Regions from separate parts of the Capsicum annuum genome. Here region 1 is linked to region 2. A link is a contact called in public Hi-C data. All regions are on one chromosome and are shown on one strand. The core of a region is the stretch at or near the end of the contact, and the rest is flanking DNA. Distances in the headings are between cores, read along the strand shown.

What was found. Hi-C and Micro-C count contacts between places; a contact is called where the count stands out from the background.
Region 1: a Hi-C map of bud shows a contact between it and region 2, with 4 times the contacts expected there. The contact joins two enhancer-like sites. A contact is called at or near these places in 3 of 5 Hi-C or Micro-C datasets (bud, leaf and placenta).

The regions. Positions count from the first base shown.
Region 1 is chr11:187,935,867-187,940,930 of UCD10Xv1.1, forward strand. All of the region lies in intron 3 of LOC107847703 (protein TRAUCO), which reads right to left. Among protein-coding and RNA genes, the nearest start is that of LOC107847703, 14 kb to the right of the region's middle. Within about 2 kb of position 2,740, at least 4 of the 5 cell types and tissues checked have an H3K27ac peak or open chromatin away from gene starts, as enhancers often do. A contact at or near this core is called in bud and leaf, where this site is marked.
Region 2 is chr11:187,797,514-187,802,732 of UCD10Xv1.1, forward strand. No RefSeq gene overlaps it. Among protein-coding and RNA genes, the nearest start is that of LOC107856237, 46 kb to the right of the region's middle. Within about 2 kb of position 2,323, at least 3 of the 5 cell types and tissues checked have an H3K27ac peak or open chromatin away from gene starts, as enhancers often do. A contact at or near this core is called in bud and leaf, where this site is marked.

The DNA of each region.
Region 1 (5,064 bases), core at 1,490-3,989, 140 kb after region 2:
AGGGTGGAGTAAGAAAAAAATTAAAAATTTTCAAAAAATAAATTTAAAAAAATTAATTCTTTTTTTTAGGGAGGGGAGAGGAGGAAGTTGGTAGGGTGGTCGGGTAGGAGAAACAAGAAAAAGATTTGAATTTGAAAAAAAACAATTAAAACAGATTAGAAAGGGAAAGAGAGTAGGGTTTTGGGTAGGGGTGAAGTAAGAAAAAAATTTAAAATATTTTTTTAATAGGGATGGTAGGGGGTAGGGGGCTGAGGCAGGGGTGGGGGATTAAGGATTGAAGTAGGGTGGGTGATTTTGAGAGTTGTGTAACTATTTCGACTTAAGAGTAAAATTGAAAAAGAGTTTTATTTTTTGAAGAGAAGTCATTTTCCTTAGATTTGAGAAAAAAAATTGATTTGAAAAATATTTTCCAAAATCATTAAGCCAACCAAACATGAGACATGAGAAAATTGAAAAACATATGTTTTCCTTCGTACCAAACACACCCTAAGAAGCCTTCAACTTTTCTTTTCAGTTTAGCTCAAAAAGTACTCCCTCAGTACCAAATTATCTGTTTCAAATTGAGATGACACATTAATTAAGAAAAATAATTAATAACATGACTAGTTTATCATAATGCTCTTATTAAATGATGTTTACATTTTAATTTGAAGAAAAAGTAATTAATGCAAAGAGTAAAACATGAAAAAAAAAAAAATTCCCTTTTTGATTAATGAAAAAGAACAAATAAAATAAAAAATCAAATTAGAAAATTTGGGACGGATAATTTGAAACGGAGGAAGTAATATAGAAATATTGTAGCATTAACTTCATGTTTTTTTAGTTTACTGAGATGATTGAATATCAATGGCTCATTTTGGACCACAAGTTCTAAAAGTCTTTTTTTCTTCTTAAATTGTGTAATTAAATATTACCATATAAAGTCGAGACAAAAGGAGAATCAATTGTTAGCTCCCTTTTAGTCTACCAACAATTTACGCATGAAAGTTTTCAGCAGCTATTAATTGTCTTATCCTATTTCTATGTAGCAGGTTATTACCAGTAAGGAGATTATTCTTCTACTTTCTCATTTCAGTAATAGTAGAAAGTTATTTCCTTGTTAGATAGGTGGTAAATTTACCAATGTTGTATTTGAAGTTATTTGAATTCAATTGAAAGAAAAGCGAAAAATTGTTTAAGTTCTTGGGTTCTTGCAACTCAAGAAATTGAAAGTTCTCTCTTAACAAACTAGCACCATAGGTCGTAAGAAGAAAACATCTGAATTCATATTGCAGCATCCCATACCTAGATCCATATCAAGAGACCATAACAACTTGATATCAGAGACTAGGAGTGTTCATGGGTCGATTTGGATCAGTTAGTGGTTAAAACCATAACCAAAACCAATTTAGTCGGTTTTTGAATTTCTAAAACCAAATCAAACCAAACCACAAAGAAAATAACTGTCGGTTTGGTTCAATTTTTTTATTTTTTCGGTTATTGACTAGCCTACTCCAACCATCTCTAGAATAAATTCCTTTTTAAACCCATAGAAAAGAGTATCACATTGAACAATTTCTCATGAAATATTTGTACAGTGATGGACAAATGACACTATAAACTCTTAAAAATCAGAACAAACACATTAAACAAAACCAACATTGAAATGAAAAGCACTAGCTTTGTATTGTAGGCACTAAGATTATCCAACAACATACAAACACATACATGTACATTGCAAAACAGAGCTTTGTATTCTGTTGCAGCGTACTGCAAGAAGACACAGAGTTGGGCAAACTTGAGTTATCTGTTTACTTTATAAACTAGCTAAGTGAGCTAATCATATAGGGAAACGATTGAATAAATAAGGAGACATAAGACTATCATTTGAACCAGGGACCATAGTAACTCGTATTGCGAAAGCTGAAGTAGAAAAAGTGAAGTAGGGACCGTAGGGTTAACTTATTAGTAATAGTAGGTAGAGTTAAGCTTGGGTTTGAGGCTTTGGGCAATTGGGCTAAAGTATTGGTTGGGCTAGACATAGATTAAAATTAAGTTTTAGATTAAATTTAATAAAATATTTATATTTTATTCATAAATTATATATAAATATTATAACATATATATATATATATATATATATATATATATATATATATATATATATATTATCGGTTCGGTTTGATTATTTTCACGATTTTTTTTAAGTAAAATCATAACCAAACCAAATAGCATCGATTTTTAAAAATTTAAAACCAAACCTAACTAAACCAAACCAAACGTCGATTATTTTAATCGGTTTAACCAAACCCATGAACACACCTATCAGAGACCAGAATTATGGGCTATCTAATCGAGCAACAGTTGGCACAACTGTGGACTCTGTGCCAAGAAGAACATGCAACCAATTTAGTAAGGCAGCAGGAAGTCATAAATGCTCGCTTGGATGCACCCAAGAAGTATTTAGCGAATTCAAAGGCGGATGTTGAAACAACTGAAATGACAGTCATACTAAAGGTTGGAAAGGTAAAGCAGTGACTACACGTTTAGAGTCAGAAACTGGTGGGAATTCCCTGATTCTATATACAAAGTTATATTTTCCACGATTTTATAGCCACGAAGACCTCTTGAAATGGTTGAACAGGAGTGAACATTTCTTTCGACACCAACAAACACCAGAATTAGAAAAAAATGGACTTCCTTCTTCTCATTTGGAAGGAATTGCACAACTCTAATTTCCTCAACTAGAGAAAGATATGCCTCAATGCACTTGGGATGAGTTCAATCGTCGATGCTTAGAAGTCAAAAGTTAGGAGAATTGGCTAAGTTAAGCCAAATTGGATCTATGGCAGATTGGTGGATTATCGAGAAAAGTTTGAGCAATTGATTTCAGGTGCTAGTTCTCTTACACGAGAAAAAAATTAAACTTCACATTAGTTGTCTTGCTGATTATATATAGCAATTGAGAGTATTTTCTGATTTTATGAATGCAAGGAACTGCCCCCTTGTTCGCAATAGATCAAAACAATGTATTTCTCAAGTTAACAACTAGCTAGATTTGTGAAGAAATTGATCAGATCTGAGATAGATGAAAGATAGCTTAAGGAACCTTGTTTCAATTGTGACAAAATATTTATACTCGGGACCATCAGTACAAGAAATTATTCCAGATTGATTTTACTGACAATGAAGAAGAATTTGCTGGAAAAGAGGAGAATAGTACTACTTCCACACTTAGCGCTTGAGGACAAGAGAGACATGAAGGAGGGGCATAATGTTAGCACCCCTATATTCTACCTACAGTTTACGCAAAAGTCAATAAAGTAGATTATTTCAGCTACTATTAATTATTTTTCCTATTTCTTGATAGCAATATTAGCAGTAAGGAAGTTCTCCCTCCACTTTCTCATTTCAGTAGTAGTAGGAAGAGTTATTAAATGAATGATTAATCCACCAACGTTGTATTTGAAGATATTTGAATTGTCACTCGAAAGTGAAGTACAAAATTGTTCAAGTTTTTGAGTCTTCAACTCAAGAGATTGCAAGTTCTCTTAACAAACCAGCACCATAGGTCTTAGGAAGAATAAATCAGAATGCATATTGCAACATCTCGTAACTTGATCCATAACAGGGGACCATAACATAAATATTGGAACAAAATAAACCTATATCGCACCACGGAACTGCATGGATATGGCAGCTGCTCCTTAAGCTTACCACAAAGATTTTCAGTTTGGCATCTAAACTAAAGGATCTATTGAACACTTGAAGAGAAGACAAATTGTGTCAATTAGACACACAATGCTAACATGGCACAACGTGTGTAATACACCATTTTCTGACAAGAAAGATTATTTTATTTTTCAATCTGCAATCTCCTTCCTCTACCCCCCTCAAAGATAAGAGGGTTAGGTCTGTGTATATCCTACCCCTCCCCAAAGCCCACTTGTGGAGGATTACATGTGGTATGTTGCTGGTGATCTCCTTCCTCTCTTTGTTGCAACTATCTACACCACCAAAGTCGTCGTTTCATCACTTCTACTGGCACCATGCTTCTCCTTCACCGTGCAAACTACCCCAAAAGGCATTTGGAGATGAACCAAAAGTTGAGCTATCCAAGTATCAAAGCACCGATTGAGTGAGAGAACCGCAACTCCAACTATAACATACTACTCACCTCTGCAACATTTCAAGATAACAAAACATTTTCTACTCTTCTCAAACTATGCATTTCCAAAGATAAACAATAGCAAAATTTCTTGACTAAAATGGTATCAAGATGTGTTCATTTCCAACAAGAACTTGTCCTCGTGCTCTAAATGGCCCATGTATATAAAATCCAACCACCTTTACTTCTCCCTCCTCTTAGATCCAATCGAAAAGCGTGCAATTTTTTTTGGCGCAACTATATGGATCACACAACCTCTTATTACTTTTTATGAAACCTTAACAGTATCTAGATAACCTTTTACTATGATGTTGGTACTCCATTGTCACAGATCCAGTCGCCACCATAACAAAATTTATCCACCTCCCATCCCTTCTTTTCCTTTATATTCAACAACTTGCTACCTCCATACCTACCTCTCTTCCTTACAACCATCTCTTTTTACTTTCTTTTGTATTTTCGGGCAAAACTTGTCTTTATTTTAACACCTTTTTAGCTTAATGTATTTTTCTCATTGGTATTATTTAGAAGACACCATCACGGTTTCTCTCCCAAGCTCCTTGTCTAGCAGCCAAGACAGAGAGCTACAACATTCAAGTTGTTGACTGATTCGAATGAGAAAACCATAGTACAGAGGACCAATAAGATAAGTTACGGTCTGTAGCTATAGGAATCACTCATGGGTCTTCAGCTCAGGTGCTTTCTTCAATGAGTCCAAGTTTGCCTTCGCGGATGGAAGTTGAGAGGCTTGAGAGTAAAGTACAGATACGAAGTAAAGGTTCAAAACATTACTTGGATGGGAAATCTATAGATCATAATAGTTCATCAACCTGTCTAATTAACATCCTTCGTGCATGCACCTCTGTCTTTTTATTGGGTACGCTCCAATGGAAGTGCTATGCCACACCCTTGGCTGC
Region 2 (5,219 bases), core at 1,073-3,572:
TTAATTTTTTAATTTAATTAATAAATAACCCTTGTGATTAAAAATAAATAATCAAGAAAATTCATTAATTCAACAACTCCTCCTTCACTTATTCTCTGCTTCACTTTTCCTTCAAATAACCAAGCAAATTCAACAAGAAAATTTCGATGGAAGAAAATATTCAACAATTCACCATTAAAAATATGAAATTGTTGAATTGTTCACTTATTCTCTACTTCACTTTCCCTTCAAATTCACTTTCTTTTTCGCTTTCTTCTCTTCATCAACAACTCCTTTTACTCACTTAATCAAATAATGCAAATCTTGTATCAAAGCCAAACTCGTTGTCACTGGGGCCTTTTCACCTTCAGCAGACCCGAAATGCAAGCGTTTGGATGATGCTAATAAGATTTTTGAGTTAATGGGGGTGAAAGATGTGGTTTCTTGAAACGTGTGGATAACTGGGTATTCTCAAATTGGACGATTTGATGAATTGAAAGTCACACCATAGATTGGAGATGAAAGATGTGGTATTCTCATAAATTTATGGTGTAAACAATCACACCATAGATTTCTTGAAAGACTTTGGACTTTGGGTATTCTCAGATTCGTCAATTAATGGAGGATTTGACTAATTGAATGTTGTAACATGGAGTGCTATGATTTTGGGGTATGCACAGGGGGATTAACAATTGTGATTTCGATGGTAATTTTATTGACGATTTAAAGCTATGATTTAATTACACATATTGTGATTTCGATGACAATTTTAGTAGTGGATATTGAATTTTACGGTGGTTGTTTGTGGTTTTTGTTATATTAATGGTTGTATTGTGATTCCGATAATGAAATTTGGATTTTTAAAATTATTGTGGTGAAGATTTGAGTTTGATGATGATAGTGTCAATGGTGGCGTTTAAATGATGATTTAATGATGATGTTTTAATGATTATTTTGTTGGAGAAGAAGCAATTGAAGAAGGCGAGACCTAAATATTAAAATAATAAATAAATAAATAAATTTTATTAATATTTTTTCAATTGTAAGAAAAAAAAATTATTAACATTTTTTCAATTGCAAAAATAATTAATCTAATTGTATATATTAAGAAGAATATTAGGAGTACTTAATGATATAAGGACAAATGAAATAGTGACACGTGTATGAAAGCTGTCATTTTAAGATTTTTTTCTTCTCTCACGCATCTTAGGAAGGTGAATACACCTTCTTTGCCACATCACCTTCTAAGGTGAAAATAATATCATTTTTTTATAGTTTAGGTGTGTAATAGATCACTAGTATAGTTTAGGTGTGGCTTCAACTATTCTTACATAGTTTGAGGTGGAAACGATGTCTTTTTCCTTTTCTAAAATTTAAACTAGGCTTTCTACATAAAGGCACAATGATACAATTTCATAAAATAAGAAAAAATCATTACAATTCAGTTTGAAACATATTGGGATTTATATAAATGTAGTTTCAGTTAAACTTTGATTAGTTGGCCGACATAATTTTATTTATTTATTAAACACCAATTCAAATTAAATTTCATTAAAGTTAAATTTGAAATCAAGTGTTGCAACAGCTTGCACATGACGAATTTGGTTGATTCCCTTGGTAAAAGCTTTTTTTTTGTGGTGCACTTAAGCTTCTAGGGTTGAATCCCCTGGTAAAAGCTTATGTCGCCCACTCATTCAGGATTGGACACCGCAACATCCTCTCCTTTTGGATAACAAATTCGTGGAGAAATTCGATGTTTTCTAGAGCAATTTTAAAGATGCCAGTTTTCCTCACGTGCACCTTTTTAGCTCTGACGTGTGTTTACACAAAGGAATATACAAGATGTTCAAAAGTTTTCATGAAATGTGTTATAAACCAAATGGGAGAATCCAACTCAAAAGACTAGTTTAATAGATGGGAGAACTCATTTGGCTTATAATCCCCTTAGTATTTCTCTATTTTTTTAATGTGGGACAATTGGTTCATAACAAAATGTTTAGGTATTAAAGAATACCACATCATGGCACTTTATATTGGGCTTTTCTGAATTCTTTTAATAGAATAGATTCGATTTCTTATGGTTCCATATCACTTTCGTTTATCGCATGTGTATAGGTTATCGCATATTCTTGAGGGTTAATTGTTCCTTCATATTTTGAGATGTTGGGAATTTTAAATAGTTTGAAAGTCAATCTTAGCTCGCACTTTGAGAGAGAATAGTAGTTGTATATATCTCCACGAGTCTATGCCTTTTAAGATTGATGGATCCCCTAGAATTTGATCTATACAGTCAGATTTTTCTTATCTTGGCCTATCCAAACAGTCAGCGTCATTAAGTACTTTATGATTTCGCATGATTCCCCATTATTGGGAGCTATAGTATTGTTTTTCCCATGATCCCTGACCCTGTTATGATTAGGCGTCCCTCACGTGGCATCTTTGGGCCATAGAGACCTTATCTTGCAAATTAGTATTGTTTTTCGGTAAGATTCCAATATGACATGAATTTTACAAAATTAATCTCAAGACTCTGACTTTGTTGTCATCGTTGTTTCCTTCATCATATTGGGTTCGGCCTTTGTGAGAATCTATCTCTTTGTTTTCCACAAGGATTGGATCAACCTCGTCATTCGCAGGGTTGTCCACGACAAGGTTTCTATTGACATTGATTTGATTTTCGTTTCCAACCATTGAGTCAGTGGATTGTTTCAAAAAAAAATAGAATTTATTAGTAAGATTCTAGAAAGACCAAACCAATATCACAATTACCCGTAGCTAATGATGGGCGCTAAATTATTTATCTCTCAAAAGGTACAATTGTGTTTTATGTGAGGTATAAAGGATAAGAGGATCAGATTAATTAGATATAGCAAAATAATTAGAGTGAATAATGTTAAAGTAAGAATAGAAAAGTAATTGAAAAGAAGAAACTGATGTATCAAAAGTTGGCCTGAACCTAAAGACTGTTATGAATCAATTGCTCCACATTAGAAAAATAAAGAAATGTTAAGGGGATTATAAGTCAAATGGGTTCTCCCACCTATTAGACTAGTCTTTTGGGTTGGGCTCTCCCGTTTGGTTTATAATATTAGTGCCCTCATTGAGAGTCTCACGTGTTGGGCCGTGACTTGAAGTGGTGGCCTGCGCGCTAGGAGTGGTGGCCTGGACCCAAGAGAGGTGCCAGCCGTGATCAACTGGGCGTAGCCATGACCAACGAGGATCGATCCACGTGCGGGAAGCTGCGCGTTGGGCCGTGACTCGTAGTGGTGACCTATGTGCCAGTAGTGGTGGCCTGGACCCAAGAGGGGTGCCAGCCGTGACCAATGAGGATCGATCCATGCGTGGAGCCACGACTCAGAGTGGTGGCCTGTGCGCCGGGAGTGGTAGCCTGGACCAAAGAGGGGTGTCAGCCGTGACCAACGAGGTCGTTGGTTCTCAAGCGGAGGCGATTGTTATGAACCAATTGTCCCACATTGGAAAAATAAAGAAATGCTAAGGGGATTATAATTCAAATGGGTTCTCCCACCTATTAGACTAGTCTTTTTGGGTTGGGCTCTCCCTTTTGATTTATAACAAAGACTCGTATGATCACAACGTGATAAAAAAAAACTAATTTAGCAAGAGTGTTGTGTGCAACAAAATTTTATTGAATTAAAATTTCTACGAAATTCAGATTATATTAAATTTAAAATATATTAGTCCCAAATAAGTATTGTGGACTAATATAATTGAATTAATTATTAAATCCAAACATGTGTGGATTTCATTGAAGTCCAATTTTTATTGGGTTAGCCCATTGATTTGGGCTATAAATGATGAGCCCACTCTACTAAGCCCAAGATATTATTATATTCTAGACACCGAAATAAGTGTCGTATGTCAAATAATACGGCATGTCAATGACACGATCCGAACCAGGGCCTTATCATAATGGGCAATCTCAAGTCCAACCAGGACCGGGAACCACCCCCGTTACTGAACCCAACCACCAAACGTATACCTTAAGTCTGCTGAATTCTGAACATATAACAAGATAACGTATTTAATCATGCAGTGACTTTGGGATAAGTCAACATACGAGACCAACCCAACCAAGTCCAACCACCCAATATCCAACCAATGTCCACACCAAAACCATTAAACCAAAACCAAAGTATAATAATCCAACGTATGTATATATATATGATATAAACAATCCATATACCCAAGTCCACAGGTGTCTATACAAAGTCTCTAAACAAGACCAAAGATTACCTAGTCGAGACATGCCCCCGACAAAGCCATAAACCGAGTCTATAAATGACAAAAATACAAAAAGTAATCCATGACATGAAATTGATTCCTTCCGAACTATAAAAGCTCGTCACTTTAATCCAACAGCTGATCCCGAAGTCCGATAGCTAAGAAGGAGGAGTGAAATGGTCGGTTCCTGCATCGCATGGGGATACAGCCGCCTAAAGACGGGTTAGTGGATGAACGCTATCATGCACTCAGGATAAGGATAAAATAATGCCAACCAGTGAAAACCCAAGTAAAACCAACAATATACATACAAAGCATACGTCCACATAGACACACATATATATAACCATGCCGGGAAAGAGAATCGGGTTTAGCATGCCATTTAAAACCTTTACCTAAGCTGTATATCTCTGTCGTCCTAAGCCACTCATAGGCTATATGGGTTTAGCTCCCCCTGCTAAAAGGTCCCCAGTATGTGAAGTCGCACGACCATGGAATAAAACCTGGAATGACTAGTACATCCCTCAAAATATAAAGTGTGACATCATGCACACGGTCACTAGGACGAAACCTCACATCGACGAATATGAGAATCCAGCTTCGATCCCCCCGAAACCTCCACCTTCCACGGGTTTGCCACACATACCCCTTCTTTAAGCCTAATTAAAACTAATTTCCAACCAAAACATTATTCCATTTTTGTTAACCAAGTCTATCAGTAGTGGTATCGTCATAGCAACTATAACTTGCAAGTATTGTCTTTAGCCAATGCATAGGAGATTTTCATGTACCCTTTGGGGGCATAGTATTTCCATAACCAAAGTCCATTACCAAAGAACCATTCCTATGCAACCAATTATCCAAATCCACCATTAATGCATATAAAAGCATAATTAAAAAGATGGGAAAATCATAACCAACATTTATAACAAAAAATCCCAAATCATATTTGAAAACCCAAAATCATACAATATTCAAATCATGAAAACATTGGATAA